Linked DNA regions of Mus musculus: all the other regions are linked to region 2. The links are chromatin contacts, called in public promoter capture Hi-C maps. All regions are on one chromosome and are shown on one strand. Each heading gives the region's core, a stretch centred on a gene start, on an enhancer-like site or on the middle of the called end of the contact. The rest is flanking DNA. Distances are from core to core; before and after follow the strand shown.

The links. Promoter capture Hi-C pulls out the DNA fragments that hold promoters and counts their contacts.
Region 1: a contact with region 2 is called in a promoter capture Hi-C map of hippocampal neurons, with 4 times the contacts expected there. The contact joins the enhancer-like site here to the promoter of Arpp21 in region 2. A contact is called at or near these places in 1 of 39 promoter capture datasets (hippocampal neurons), 2 of 484 Hi-C or Micro-C datasets (cortical neurons and olfactory sensory neurons), 1 of 115 datasets of contacts at active chromatin or transcription factors (the SCID.adh cell line) and 3 of 9 other capture datasets (adipose tissue, liver and pancreatic islet).
Region 3: a contact with region 2 is called in a promoter capture Hi-C map of pre-B cells, with 2.7 times the contacts expected there. The contact joins the enhancer-like site here to the promoter of Arpp21 in region 2. A contact is called at or near these places in 9 of 39 promoter capture datasets (HPC-7-derived erythroid cells, cranial neural crest, embryonic stem cells and 5 more), 1 of 15 datasets of contacts at CTCF or cohesin (large pre-B cells), 10 of 484 Hi-C or Micro-C datasets (the AML12 cell line, LSK cells, cerebellar granule neurons and 2 more), 5 of 115 datasets of contacts at active chromatin or transcription factors (the SCID.adh cell line, embryonic stem cells and large pre-B cells) and 5 of 9 other capture datasets (adipose tissue, embryonic stem cells, liver and 2 more).

Annotation. Positions count from the first base shown.
Region 1 is chr9:112,360,117-112,363,017 of GRCm38.p6, reverse strand. All of the region lies in intron 1 of Gm39431 (a long non-coding RNA gene), which reads right to left. Among named protein-coding and RNA genes, the nearest start is that of Gm39431, 53 kb to the right of the region's middle. Within about 2 kb of position 1,482, at least 4 of the 459 cell types and tissues checked have an H3K27ac peak or open chromatin away from gene starts, as enhancers often do. A contact at or near this core is called in hippocampal neurons, where this site is marked.
Region 2 is chr9:112,232,062-112,234,826 of GRCm38.p6, reverse strand. Arpp21 (cyclic AMP-regulated phosphoprotein, 21) reads left to right here and starts at 1,515. Exons shown (of 21, transcript NM_001362020.1): 1 at 1,515-1,735. It also overlaps a transcript of 2900079G21Rik not described here.
Region 3 is chr9:112,101,303-112,104,048 of GRCm38.p6, reverse strand. All of the region lies in intron 19 of Arpp21 (cyclic AMP-regulated phosphoprotein, 21), which reads left to right. It overlaps Gm51694 (a long non-coding RNA gene), which reads right to left. Exons shown (of 3, transcript XR_003948255.1): 1 at 1-2,746. Among named protein-coding and RNA genes, the nearest start is that of Gm51694, 15 kb to the right of the region's middle. Within about 2 kb of position 1,443, at least 59 of the 459 cell types and tissues checked have an H3K27ac peak or open chromatin away from gene starts, as enhancers often do. A contact at or near this core is called in cerebellar granule neurons, pre-B cells and pro-B cells, where this site is marked.

The DNA.
Region 1 (2,901 bases), core at 233-2,732, 130 kb before region 2:
GTCAACTCCCTAGACCCAAATCTCTGATATTTTTAAGATTTTAGTGTTTCATATTTAAATCAGTTTTGACATTCTTTGTTTAATCCTCAAACTTAAAAACTTAAATAGTGTAATAACCAATAGGATTATATATATATATATATATATATATATATATATATATTCTAATAATCAGTAAGCATGGTGTATATACTTACATATATACATATATATGCACTTATAGCATATATGGAAGTGATATAATGTTTCATAAACTTATCTCTATGACCACAGTTTGCTGGTCTAGTTAGATAAATTAGCACACCCAGCATCTCTTTCTTCCCCTCACCCTCCTGGTAAGAAGACCTACAATCTTTTTATTGGTAAATTACTCATATTCAACTCATTATTATTCATTACACCCCCTTTCCCCTTAATTATGTTATACACTCCATTTTACATAATTATAACTTTATACATTCTGTCCTCCATCTTTTCATATCCCACCCCCACCTCCCTTATATTTATTTTGCCAACCCTGGTAACAACTTTATCAACCTCTGCTACTTTGTGTTCAGGTTCTTTAGACAGGTGTGTTGGTTTGGATGGAAAAGACCCCCTAGGTTCATGTTTCTGAACACTTGGTCTCTAGCTAGTGGCACTGTTTGGGAAGGTTATGGAGGCTTTAAAAGATTGAGCCTTGCTGGAGGAGGGCTTATAGCCATAGCCAAACTCTTCTCCCTTCCTCTCTCCTCTCCTCTCCTCTCCTCCTTGCCCTTCCCCCCCACTCACTCCTCCCTCCCCCTCCCCCTCCCAGCCAGCTTCCTTCCCCTACCCACGTGCCATGCCTTCCCTGCTAGGATATACCCTATCCATTTGGAACCATTAGCCTTTTTCCTGTAAATTGCATTTGGTCAGAGCATTTTATCAAAACAACAGAAAGGTAACTAATACGATGTGTGAAGTCATGCATAATTTTATTTCTGTGTCTGACTTATTTCACTAACACAATACCCTCTGCATTTGTCCAGAATGTTTTAGATAACCGGAGCTTCTTTTTGTAAGGTTAAATATTTCAGTGTGCCTCTGTTTAGCTATCAAGTCCTTTGTTGTTTTTTGATGGACAACTTGGTCGATTCTGTTTGAACTGTTGTGAAGGAACACGGTAATGGTGGGACTGTGGTGAGCTCCCGATGGCATTTCGTCTCCCTGTATTCCTGGGAGACTTCATGTCTAATCATATTGGCTCCGTCGTCAGCTTAAGAGCCCCCACACATTTTTCACAGTTGTTATACAATTTTTTCTTCTACCAAATAGTAAAGCAATCACTATCTTTCTCCTCGTTTTGCCTGAGACCATCTTACCAGGTGTGGTAGTTTGAATGAGAATGGGGATCACAGGCTCTTAGGTTTAAATACTTGGTCCCGAGTTGGGCTCCTCAGAAGAGACATGTCACTGGTAGCAGATTTTGAGGTTTCAAAAGATGGGCACAATTCCCAGTGTGCTCTCTGCCTCCAGCTTGCAGTTTTAAAATGTCAGCTCTTAGCTGCTGCTCCAGCACCATGCCTGCTTACCACGATCATCAAGGCTTCTTTCTCTCTGAAACTGTAAAACCCTAATAAACAATTCTGTATGTTACCTTGGTCATGGTTTTACCACAGCTATAGAAAAGTTACTGAATAACAGGTATTGATATTATGATTTATACTTCTCCAATAATCAGTGATATTGATCACCACTTCATGTATCTGTTAAGTTTCTGTTAGTTTTGTTGTTATTTATTTTTGATTGAGCTGGACATTGAACAAAAGTGCTTGAGCATGGTAGGCAAGTGTTCTATGACTGAGCTACTGATCCAGGCATTATCAGGTCTTCTTTGGGGATGTCTATTCAAAAATTTTGCCGCTTTAAAACTGATTTATTTGGTCCTTTTTTCTTTACATTTTTCCTTTTTATTTCGTTACTCCTTTATGCTTTTAATATGCTATTATGTTGCATGAGGTCTTTATGTAATTTGAATATTAATATTTTATTAGCATTTTGGTTGGAAAACTTTTATCTTTTCTAAAGATAGGCATAGACTATCTTTACATTGCCTTTCTTTGTTTGTTTGTATTTAATTCATTTCCTTTGCTGGGTAGAGGCCTTTTACTTTAAGGTAGCTCCATGTGCTTCACTTCAGCTTTGGGATTTTGCATCCACCGTGCCTCTTTACTTTGAAATTTTCAGCATTTCCTCTATTGCTTATTACTCTTTGTCTCCATTGGCTATTAAATTATTAATTCTATTTTTATTTTAATATTGGTTGCCTCAATAAAAAAGAAAATAACGCTGCATGTGTCTATACATTTCTTGAGGTACACAGAGTAAGAGATGGTGGAATATTAATTTCCACATTAGATGGCCTTATGCTAATTTCTGTTTCCTGGAGAGGATGCAGGGCTCACTGATGGCACTCTGCTTCACTCATACACCCACCTTCTTCTTTGGAGATGACTTCTGGTAGGTATTTTGTCTCAAGCATAAGCAACAAGGAATAAAACACAAGTGTAAGCTTATAGGGCTCCTGTTTCCTCATGTGGTCCTTCCTCCCTGTATGGTACCTTCTTCAGCTGTGACACCTTTGTCTGTGTTGAAGTCTGTGGATAGCTGTAGCCTTCTTCAGGTAACACCTCCATGAAAGAACTGCGGGGAAACATTAGCTGGGTTTTGGATAAAAATGACTGATCATCTCCTCCTCTGTGTCACAGATCAAGAATCTACTGAACACACATTCTCTTCTCTCAGAATCTTTCCTTTATGCTAGTAATTAGCACTGCCTAAAATTCTGCTCACAGTCTGCTTGTCATTATACACAGTAGAACAATTATCACTTTAAGACATGGAGAACATGTATGGGTCATTGTGTGTTTCAGTTTATGT
Region 2 (2,765 bases), core at 266-2,765:
GGCTCCAACGACAGTCACCTGGTTCCCGCATTGCTGGTGGGACCACAGGTCGCAGAGGGGCGGACAGATCAGCGCAAGGACTGGCTGCAGGAGAAGGTGGCTACTCCCAAGAGAGAGGAGCAGAGCAAAGCCTGGACACCACCCCCAACCCCTTTCCTGAAGCAGACAGACTGACAGACAGGCAAATAGACAGACAGGAGCTCAGCAGCCTGTGGTGACATACAGACTCTCTAGCAGCGAAGACCTCCAAGCGTCCGGAGCGGTGACAGTCCAACAGCCGCAGCCACGCGTTCCCCACCAGCGCTGTGCCTGGGCAGCGCGAGGACCCCTGCCTCCAAGCCAAGGGCTCCTTTTGCTAGCAGTTAAAATAAATCGACCAAACAACAAAGGCAAGCCACAAACCAAACTGACCCAACCAAAGCATTCACTGAGAAACAATAATTACTCACAAAAGCCCCAAACGAAATCCAGTCAGTCAAGGCACCCGGGACGCTGGGTCACTCCACTGTTCCTTCAGGTAAAGAGCCAAGTCTTCCGACATGAGCATCACAAGCCCTTTGTGTCTGGCTGTTGGGGCTTTCTGCTTCTGCTGCCCCCTCCCCCTTTTTTTTTCTTTCTACCATCTATCTGTGCTTTCCCTTTGACCTGTTTGTCGTTTCTGTGTTGTTTATCTTGTTTCTATGTCTCGGCGGAAGGCATGGGTGGACTCTCTTTCCCTCAAAGCAGGCAGAAATTGAAATCTGGGAAGGGAATTGAAAGGGACGATGCTTTCTGTAACAGAAGTTTCCAGTAATTTTATATGGGTTTTATGGTGCCAAGTTTGGACATTCTCTTGTTTCAGTTGAAAACTTGTCACTTTCCTCAGTTACCACAGAGGTCCTGGGTCCCAAGAGGTCGGAGAAGGGAGGGAGAGGAGGATAATTTTTTGCTTTATTTTTTTTAAATCTTGAAGTCATTTCCATGACAGCCTCTGGTGTAACGTTATCTGTCTCGGGTGATAAATGTGATAGTAGGATTGGATCTGTATCAGGCAAGTGTTTTAAAAAGTTTCTTCGGAAGAGAAATTACATGGCTTAGCATGGATGTCACGGATGTATTAAATTCAAAGCTTGATCACCTTTTACAGACACAGACTAAGACTGGAGCCTAAGTCTTAAGAAAAAAAAAAAGCAATGAGGAAGGTAATGTCATGGCGGGATGGGAGGTGTACGGTGAGGTTGCTAGAAATGGTCCCCCTAAGAACGTGTTGCAGATGGAGACCATCATTTCGCTCTCTGCCTTCTCAAAGGATGCAGCTTCTGCAAGCTAGAATGACAGTCTCTAGAATGGAAATGAATCTGTATTTTTTTTTCAAATTTTGCTCCAATGCAGAATAAATCTAAACTGTGCCCACCCTTTCCTCATCTGCCTTGGAACCCAACTCTGCAGTTTACTGCTTTAAGTAAGCAGCAAAGTAGACAGGGCAGGCAGGGAGGCACTTCTTGTTTCCTTTTTTTTTTTTTTTTTGTAATTCTGTGAAAATCAGAGAGCCTTTGATATGCTCTTCAGCCTAAGTAGACCCTCTCTTTCAGGATTATGTTACTATAGGGCTTGATGTCTGAGTGGCATTTTAGCTAATGTCATTTTCATGAAAGACAGTCATTTGGAAGGCACTAGGGCTAGTTATGCTTCCTTCAAATAGCAGAGTGATCTTAACATGAGAGACCCTGTCTTCGGGGTTATGTAGCCCTTCAAGGTATGTACCTGCTTATGTCTGATTCTCAGTGTCCTTTGTCCTCATCTTCCTTTGCTTTCTAATCGCTTTGACTGGCAGGCTATTTTTATATTTCTAGAGAATACATTTAGATGTCTTTTTAAAGTGATACATGTTTCCATTCTCAAAGATTGGGAAAAGATCATCTCTTGCTATGCTCGTCTGTGCTAATATGATTTGGTTTCTGTGTAAATTTAAAGGCATTGCTTTAGACCATTGTATTATACATGTCTTAGTTTCTCCTTTCCGGGTATGATTTATGTCGTCCGAATGACAAAGTAACTATTCCTCTCGGTGAGTGCTTATTTAACAGTACTTTGGATGAGGCATATTTAAAGAAACTTAAACAGCTCCTCCGGGGAATACCATTAGGTTTCTTGGTGACTTAATTTCATTCACTATATGGTGATTTCTTTTTGCTGGTAATTCAGTTCAGACCCAGACAAGTGTGTGTGTGTGTGTGTGTGTGTGTGTGTGTGTGTGTGTGTGTGTGTTTTATTAGATTTGCACATTGCCAATCTCTCAGTGACTGCTTGTCATAGATCTCAGTTGAGTGTGGTTACTTGAGAACTGTAGCAATCACCCTGTTAGAGCGTGCTGCACTGAGGAGTTCCTTGCAGTCTGTTTTTTAACGCTGTTTAATGAAGGAGTGGGCATCTCACTCTGCAATGAAAGGAGCCCGAGAACAGACAGAGCCCTGTGCTGCTGTGGAGACTGCAGAGCAGAAGGGAGTGGGAAGGTAAAGCGGGCTGCAGAGGTGGTCTTTTGAATCGGGTCCTTATAGCTTATCGATGGAAATCAATCGGTTTGGATGAGAGAATTCTCTCTGAATAGCTGGTTAGATGCTCCTTCAGCGTCTTTGCTGGTTCTTAGAAAGAAGACTCAATAATTTGAGTTTCTGAAAACTTAGAGGAGATGCTAACTGGGGACTTCCTGTGTGTCTACTATTTTTAATATAGGCTGTGAGAATGTTGGGTAATGAATGCAGATTTAATTTCAAATTCCTGAATCA
Region 3 (2,746 bases), core at 194-2,693, 130 kb after region 2:
TTCAAATCCATCATCTGGGTGGATACACAACTGTAGCCCAGGCACTCAAGAGCTAGAGGCAGGGCAGTCAGAAGTTTGAGGTCATCCTTGGCTATATAGAGTGTGAGGTCAGCTGGGGATAGAGAAGACCTGGTTTAAAATAATATTAATAATAATAATAACAACAATAAATAATAATGATATAAAATGTAGCAAGACAAACATAGAAACTGAACATTCTAAGAAGGTGAGCCGACTGAGTTCTAATTCTGGAAATATTACACAGCAAGTTCGTAGATGACCTGAGCGACCTGGAGCATTCGGCTTCCTGGAAGCACCGGGAAATCAATAACCCCACACCACTTGAGATCTAAAGTTCAACTTCTTTGCAGCATATCGATCCTTCGGTCTCTGATTGCTGCCTTCCTCAGAGCAATGATGAATATGCACACACAGTGGCTGGCTTCTCTCGTACCCCACTGCTGAGCCTGTCAGTCACAGAAGGGAGAGCCACAAGCCCACTCCTTCTCCTCCCTTCTGCGGAGTTGCTACCTGCTCAGCTGACACCACAGGAATCCAAGCAGGCTGAGGCCAATGCCCCCTCTGCAGGATTAGCTCCCCAGTACAAATAGAGATGAAAAAACATGTTAATGTCATTTATTTTCTAATATTTTTCTCTCACCATGCCCACCTTTCTTCTCATGTGGATTAATCCAGTGAAACTTATTTTCCTACCTTCAGATGCTCAGTCTGTGATGGCTCTGATGCGGTATCTTCCAAAGTATCTTAACTTGCTGGTGTGGGTCTCATTCACTGTAAACTGAAGAAAGATAGTTGGGGCAGAAAAATCAATGTTGTTTTGGCCACGTGTCCCTTCCAGTATAGCCAACAGACACTTGTACTTTGAATTAAAATGTCAATAATTTAAATTACCCAAATAGGAAGAGTGAGCCTGTGTCCCCATCCTGTTCAGTAACACTGCAGCGCTGTAGGAATCTCCTTCCATCTCAGTAATGAGATGGAATAGAGCAAGAAATCCTGTGCATGATTGTGTGTACTTACAGATTTCAGAAGCCTATGAAAAGATACTAAGCCAGGGTTTGTTAAGGGGATGGCGAGAATCAGACTAACAAGAGTCCAAGCCCCCTTCCTTTGCTCATTATTATTGGCTTGTGTGACAGTAACTGGGTATAAATTATGTAGTTCAGTAATACCAGCTCCCAGCATCAACATGAGCTATCCTCCTGCCTCAACTCCCAGCCCCGAGGGTTTGTGGCATTGTTCTAAAGACTGTCAACTTGAATTCTTTCCATTTGCTTCTCGGTTGACAGGCAGCATTCGTAAAGGGACAGCTGCCATGTGGCTGTTTCTGTTATATTTGTAGCAGGAGCCTGGCTTGGGTTTGGAGAGCCTCTGGGGAGGCTGAGCCTCTGAGGAATCACAACAGATGGCTTTATTGAGGAGCTAACAGGCGTGGGAGTAGATGCAGGAAGTGGAAAGACACACCAGCTGGGAGTTGTATGTCTGCTAGTCCTAAAGGAACTTGATGGGGACTTCATGATTGCCTGAGCTATATTATGTACATAGAAAAAAATGGAGATGAAGATGTTGTGAAATCAAATTATAATTGTGAAGACTTTAAAATGAAGGAGCCTGTCACTGCCCTGTGAATGGGAGACTCATCCTCTGGCAGCGCCTGTGAATGGGATACCAATTAGCCAAGGCATAGTTGGGCATGAAACCTGGTAGTAGGATGTTTATCTAGAAGGTGCAGTGCTCTGGGTTCAATCCACAGTGCCAGCAAATGAACAAATAAATTGGAGATCTGGGTGGATAGCTCTGTGGGTAAAGCGCATGCCATACAACTGTGCTGACCAGAGTTCAGATCCCCAGGAGCCACATTAAAAAGCTAGCTGTGGTAGAGCACATGTTCAATCCCAGATCTCCTCCACTGAGATGGGAGGTGAAGAAAAGAGAACAGCCAGAAGCCTGAGGGTCAGGGAGCCTGCGTCATACAAAAAAAAAAAAAAAAAAAAAAAAAAAACGAGGTGAAGATGAGCCTCAGAGGTTTTCCTCTAACTTTCACACCAAAGAAAACGTGAGATTATTGCTGGAATATACATGGCCCCACTGCTGGCTTACACACAGCCCCACTCCTTACCGCACCTCCTATCCCCAACAACGATTTAAAAGAAAAAATCTAGCTAAGAGAAAAACATTCTTTCATGATTCCTAAATAACTGATTTTTTTTAAAGTTAGGTATTTTCTTCATTTACATTTCCAATGCTATCCTAAAAGTCCCTCATGCCCCCCCCCCACTCCCCTACCCACTCACTCCCACTTCTTGGCCCTGGCGTTCCCCTGTACTGGAACACCAGGGCCAAATAACTGCTTTTGAAATCATATTGTGCCTGCTTTTAGACTGGTGTGTGGAAGGGTCATGCAGAGCACTAATAAATGGGGACTTGGGGAGTCACAAATTCCTCTAATTGCCAATGTCTAGCCAAAAATGATTCTGTTTGGGTGGGGCAGATGCATTCCTTCAATCTTAACAAAAGCTTCCTTTCTCTTTAAACACAATGGATTCTAAAACTCAACGTAGGTCAGTTCAGTTCCTATGATATGCATTCTTCAGCAATTAATATGGCATTAATATTTAAGAACCACTGGCCTGAAGCAAATCTTACTTTGAAAAGTATTCTGAGTTTTGTTTCCTTCCCAGTGTTCAAAGGGAACTCCCATCGGTGAGAATGCCATGGGAACTGG